Regions from separate parts of the Cyprinus carpio genome. Here region 1 is linked to region 2. The links are chromatin contacts, called in public Hi-C maps. All regions are on one chromosome and are shown on one strand. The core of a region is the stretch at or near the end of the contact, and the rest is flanking DNA. Distances in the headings are between cores, read along the strand shown.

Evidence for each region. Hi-C and Micro-C count contacts between places; a contact is called where the count stands out from the background.
Region 1: a contact with region 2 is called in a Hi-C map of skeletal muscle, with 5 times the contacts expected there. The contact joins the promoter of LOC109093419 here to the enhancer-like site in region 2. A contact is called at or near these places in 5 of 8 Hi-C or Micro-C datasets (liver, red blood cells and skeletal muscle).

What each region holds. Positions count from the first base shown.
Region 1 is chrB7:20,129,317-20,132,354 of ASM1834038v1, reverse strand. It overlaps LOC109093419 (nuclear factor of activated T-cells, cytoplasmic 3-like), which reads left to right and starts at 1,262. Exons shown (of 10, transcript XM_042727848.1): 1 at 1,262-1,806. The coding sequence starts at 1,716.
Region 2 is chrB7:20,068,504-20,071,691 of ASM1834038v1, reverse strand. The region is part of intron 9 of LOC109093419 (nuclear factor of activated T-cells, cytoplasmic 3-like); the gene reads left to right. Among protein-coding and RNA genes, the nearest start is that of LOC109102082, 44 kb to the right of the region's middle. Within about 2 kb of position 1,486, at least 1 of the 8 cell types and tissues checked has an H3K27ac peak or open chromatin away from gene starts, as enhancers often do. A contact at or near this core is called in skeletal muscle, where this site is marked.

The sequences.
Region 1 (3,038 bases), core at 13-2,512, 61 kb before region 2:
TTGCCATAACATAACACTTTTTTCTATTATTCATCATGCTGGGACTGTTAGGCATCAGATAGGTATAGTTACAGCGTGGACTGAAATCTGCACCATGTATCATTTTCTAATTCTGCACACATGAATTCATGTTTGAGTGAGTGTGAAGACAGATTTGAGTTTGTTTAATTTTGTGTATGGACATTAAGGCATAGTTTTTTTTTTTATGCCATCATCACTCTATTTAAAGATTTTGGGAAAATGATAGTTTTTCTATAGGGTTGTCATTGGATAACCGTGTACATACAGTGTATGAGTACTGAAAAAAATTCTTTAACAAAACCAAAACTTAAAGAATATATACATTTGGTTATAAATTGGTTATAAAGAACGACACATTTAAAAATGTGGAAATAAACAGGTTTTTAATGATTTCGAGAAATTGAAAAGAAAGAACTTTATGATGTGAAAAATGAAGAAATATTTCATTTCTGCAATATTTAGATAATCAATCAAGCAAATTTGTGACACTGCTATGTTAACACTTGAATAAATGGTTAGATGTTCTGGCTTTTGTTGAAGCACAAGATGCTCTTTTGGTACATTCCCACATGATCAGCAGGTTTTTATGAAACTGTGCAGTTCATGCAGCTTGAGCGCTGCTATCATTAAAGCAAAAGGGATAATACCAAAAAAATAAAAATAAAAAAAAAATCCAGAAATTCAGATTTGGAATCATTTTGTAGCCTTATGCCAGTATTGTAATTTGTAACAATTTTAAAAACAAATTGTATTCAATTAGAAAATACAAAACATAATAATGTTTACTACAATTTATAAACTAGACTATGGAGCAAAAGTAGCCTGTGGTTTATAGTTTAACACAATTTGTAAAGATATATACAGTGGAGTCCAAAGGTCTGAGACAACACTCAGAAAATCTGGGATTCAAAATTTAATTTAAACCTGGAAATAACAAAGATATACGATTTATGTCTTTGCTTTTAAAAAATGCAAACAAGTAAACTTAATGACAAATTAAAAATGTATTTAAATTATATTTAATGTATTTTAATGTATTTAAAATATGTAGTTATAGTAAATTATGTAAATCGCAAAATTTATATTAATGTATTTAAATTATATTTAATGTATTTTAGTATACTGCATTCAAAATAAAATCCACTGAGACACGTGGAACGGCTGATTCAACTCCAGTTAACAACAGTTCACAGAAACTACAAGACCCATAAGCCCACTAAGGGCTAGGTTGTGCGTGAGTGATCGAGTGCGTGTGTGCGCGCGCTTGTGTTGTCTGCCGACTCGCCTGACGTCACCGCTGGAACTGCCCTGTCACGCGCTGTTAGTAAAAGTTGGGATAGGAGCTCGAGACGGAGAGCATCAGCGAAATTACGGACGAGCTCGATGAACGGTCGCTGTATGAGGTGTTATTAGTTTTATTCGTTTTCTAAGGCTTAGCAGGAGGCGCTCAGCCCCTCTTCCACCGCTCCACGCCACGGGCAAAAAGTTCAAGCCGCTGCGAGATCGCTGAAGCTCCGCAGAAGGTCGAAGAGTTTGGATTTTTGTGAGGGAGAAGCAATAATATTTCTTCCCGGGCTTAGAGAATTACAGCGCGGAGGAAAAGTTTAAAAGTTTTGCCTTTATTTGTAGTCAATGTAGTGTGTTTATTAAAGAGTCGGCGTATTTACACGGGTGAGCCCGAGCTGTCAAACCCGATGACTACTGCAAACTGCCCCGGGAATGAAGAGCTGGACTTCAGATTGATCTTCGGGGAGGACGGGCAGCAGCCGCCGCTAGGCCCCGCAGGTCAGTGCCTCTACTTCGGGATACTCTCACGCACTGTTTCGGTGTAGATTAACTCATGAATCATGCATCGAAAAAGTGAGGAGGTCGATACCAAATGCAACACTCGCTATCAAAAGCAGCAGCGGCGCGCCGTTGAATCGACAGAGCTCGCCGGCTTTTCGCTTTACGCTAGCAGCTGCAGTTTTGTTTAGTTTCTTGTGCGGTTGTAAATTCAGCCAATGAAAATGCGAAGCGGTAAATTTAGGCGCTGAGTGAACTAATGTATAAGCAAAGAGGACCTAAGCCGGTCACAGCGGCTTAGAGCCTTTTTAGCTGCCTGCCTAGACAGCGTTTTTGGACAACACAGGCGCGTTTGAGACACAGCCACCATGAATCTGACAGCTGCTCCACAGTGAAATCTAGAAAAGTTTCTGTTATCACTCGTGCCTGCCTTCACCTAGAGTACATCTACTTACATTTCACTGCTGGTTATATATTCTCGGTATAACCATGAATGGGACGAATAAAAATCTTGAATCTTGGAAAAAGTTTCAGCACTTAAGTTTCTACTAATACTGGACTTACACTGTTTCATTTCTCCATTTTACTCTTATTTACATCAAAACATCAACAGTAACTAGTTTTGTCAATGAGTTTGCAGGTGATACAATTTTTTTTTTTTTAAATGCACAAATATATAATTGAGTCATTATCACAAAATAGTGCTTACACATTTTGGAGCACATACTGTATTATCTTTTAGTTTGGATAAGATCCAAAAGACAGAATATAAACATGCTTGGTGTGCAGTTCATCAAACATCTCCCTAAAGTCATAAAAATTCAATATTTACATTTACATTTAGTCAATTACCAGACGCTTTTATCCAAAGCGACTTACAAATGAGGACAATGGAAGCAATCAAAAACAACAAAAGAGCAATGATATACAAGTGCTATAACAAGTCTCAGTTAGCTTAACGCAGTACACGTAGCAAGGGCTTTTTAAATAATATAATAAGTAAAAAGTAAACAGATAGAATAGAAAAAGAATAGAGCAAGCTAGTGTTAGAGGTCTTTTTTGCTTTTGTTAATTGTTTAATAAATTAAAAGAAAACAGATAGAATTCAAAAAGATCAGAACGCTAATACAGTATATTAAGTATTCTTGCTTATGTCATTAACAGAATTTACATAGCTTTCAGCTAGCTATTAAAATATTTAATTTAGCGTTATCGCATGCCGTTCACATTAC
Region 2 (3,188 bases), core at 237-2,736:
CAATGTCGTCATGGTTTTAAGATACGGATCCTGGACCAGAATGTGATCACGGGGAGTCACTTCTGCTTTCTGCAGTTCTTCAGTTACGTATTCAAATGTGCAGTCAGACAGAGTTAATGAACAGCTTGACTCACTCAAATTAGACAAGTGCCTGTGTCTGTGTAGTGATGTGTGAGTCCAGAAGGATGCAGAATTTGTCTGAGTTATTAAAACTGCCCTCACTATATGCAGCCCACACTATATGTAGTGTATACACACACAAAATTCTCACTCTTTGGCCAGCTGCATACTAATTCACAGATTTGCACAAGCTAATTCACCGTTTCAAATCACATACTAACACAAGACACATGGTTACACGCATACGCACTAGGGCTGCACGATATTGGGAAAAAATTACATTGCGATATTTTATTTTTCTGCGATATATATTGCGATATGAAATCTAATCAAATTTTTTCTTAAAAACAAAAATGGGGTGAGCACACTTACATTCTCATTTTAAATGATTTAAACATCAAAGTATTATTTATATATTTATACTATATTTAATCTTTGTTTATCTTAGTTTATAAAAACACAGCTGTTCATTGTTTGGTAATGTTACTTCACAGTGCATTAACTATGTTAACAAATACTGCACAACTTTTGATTTCAACAATGAAGGCTAAAGCCTATAAATGTTGAAATTAACAATGTTGTAGAAGTGCAGTTTAGTAATAGTAAATGTTAAATAATGTAGTTAAATAGTTTAATAAATAGAAACATTATTGTAAAGTGTTACAGATTTTTTTTATACACCAATTCAGACGTCTCGCGAGTTCAGTGTTGGACTCAGTTGTTTAAACCATTCATTAAATTGAATCGGTTCAAAGGAATCATTAGTTCGCAAATCAGACGTGTACGGCACGCGTTGTGTAATTATCTCAGCAGTTTAGGATATCGCACAAGATTTGACAACACAGAAAACATTTCATCACTGGATAGTTTTTTTTTTTTTTTTTTTTGACACCATCCTGTCAATTGATTTTGCTTAATATGCGCGAGGGAGAGAGAGCAAGACAGCGCTCGTGTTGTTCGAAGACGGTGAAGTTGAGCGCGCGCGGCCGGGGCTCTCTCTCTCTCTCTCTCTCTCTCTCTCTCTCTCTCTCTCTCTCTCTCTCTCTCTCTCTCTCTCTCTCTCTCTCTCTGCTCGTTCTTATATGCGCCCTGTTAAACTGACAGGACTTAAAAACACATGCAAATGATAAACTTTCACTCTATGATGGTTAAGCTGTGCAATTAATCTGCGAATCACATTCGTCAAGGACGGGGAGCAGCTGCAGTGTTAGTTGAGTGTTTGTTGGATCAACTACGACAGCCTACATCGCACATCCTGCGATGTGACTATCGTGGATTCGTACATCGCGATATCAATGCTTAAATGACACATCGTGCAGCCCTAATACGCACTCAATATTTCAGAGTAGGCATGCTCAGCCACAAGTATTCACTGCCTACATGTTGCTCACATATAGCATTAGACGTCCTCATGAATTCAGTGTGTGAGATGGGATGGAGTTGAGCCTTTTTAAAAGTGAAGTTTTGAACTGATTTCACCAGGGACTGTATCCTCCCTAAAGCACACACTATAAATAGGGTCTGTGTCATTCTGACTGAAGTTCTTGAGCACTGTGAGTTGTTAAGGAGGTCAGAAATGAACTCCAAATAGAACAGAACACAGCTCCAGTCACTGACATAAACCTCCTTTCACGTCAACATACAGCTATCACTACTAGTGAAAGGTACGGCATGTTTGCTAAAGCATTGCGAAGGGCCTATTTAATAAATAAACCTAAAATGTATATACACAATTCTGAAAAATACACGTTTTTATACAAAATTATTTACTATATTGCATATAATATTATGTATTAAAATAATTATTGTTTATTGCATTTAAATGTATACTCTATGGTTATCACTACTATATGTTACTAAACCATTAGGATTTATTACTTTAAAGCATTATAGAATTTATTGAAACCATATAAAAACAATTTTTAAAAAATCTAATGTCACAATAGTAATTTATAAATATATAAAAAAACTTTTTTTTCATTCACGCATGGATTATGATTTTTTACAATATTCCATGTAGTTATATAAATCTGTATCTTATTATTTTTATTATTATGCTTATTGTTGATTGCATTTAAATATAAACTTGCTCATTTTTTCTTGCTCTCTTTTCTCTCGCATCTGTTCATAAAAGAGCAATGAATCACTCGTCATGGTTAACTGTAAGAGCTCTGCAGCTGGCTGAGAGTTTCACTAGATTTAAATGTAAGTTGATGTATCAGTCAGACTCTGCAGTTCTTAATCACACTTTCCTGGCACTTTTATGGCCCCAGATACTTCAGTTCCATTTGATGAATCACTTTTCAGCAGAATTCAGTGGTTGTCAGTGGCAGTGCATTCTGGTAGTTGTATGATTCTGTGTGAATGCAGATAATCGTTTAGTGTAAAACCCGGTGTTTGTTTACAAATTGCACTGGCTTTAATTTCCAAAGCCGTTTTGATTCTGGTTAAACTGGTTTAATACTGCTGACTAGCAGTTTGCAGTAGGCGGGAATCCCACTTGATATTCCGGTCCTATTATTCCAGGTCTGCGTTAAGCTGGTGCCGCCACTGGGTGGATTAAAGTTTATTTATATAGAAAGCTAATATTTAAGGGCTGGAACTGTTTTGGGTTTTTCATGGACAAATAAGAATCGTCCGTACGGCAGTGTGTGTGTGAACAGATGGCACAGGTGATGTCAAAGACTCTTTGCAGGTGGTGCTGGGGAGGGGCTACAGACAGACTGACAGATGGAAGACAAAAAAACAGGCAATTTACACTGTTTGAGCGCACACTCTCAAACAGAAAGGTCAAAGAAGGACTAGAACATAGGAGATGAAAACCAAATGTTAAAAGACTATTATCATTTGAGTAATCTACTTGTACCATTGCGTTTATCTCTCATCATGATATCCGTGATTAAGTGTAGACTGCCTATGAGCTGAGTGAGCCGTATGTGTGTGTGTTGTGTGTGTTAGACGAGCATAAGGAGTTTGGGTGCCATATTTTCCTGATGAGTTTGGACTGGTTCCCTCGTGCTGAACAGAAGGAGCGGTGTGTGTCAGTACTTACAGGAGACTTAGTCTCT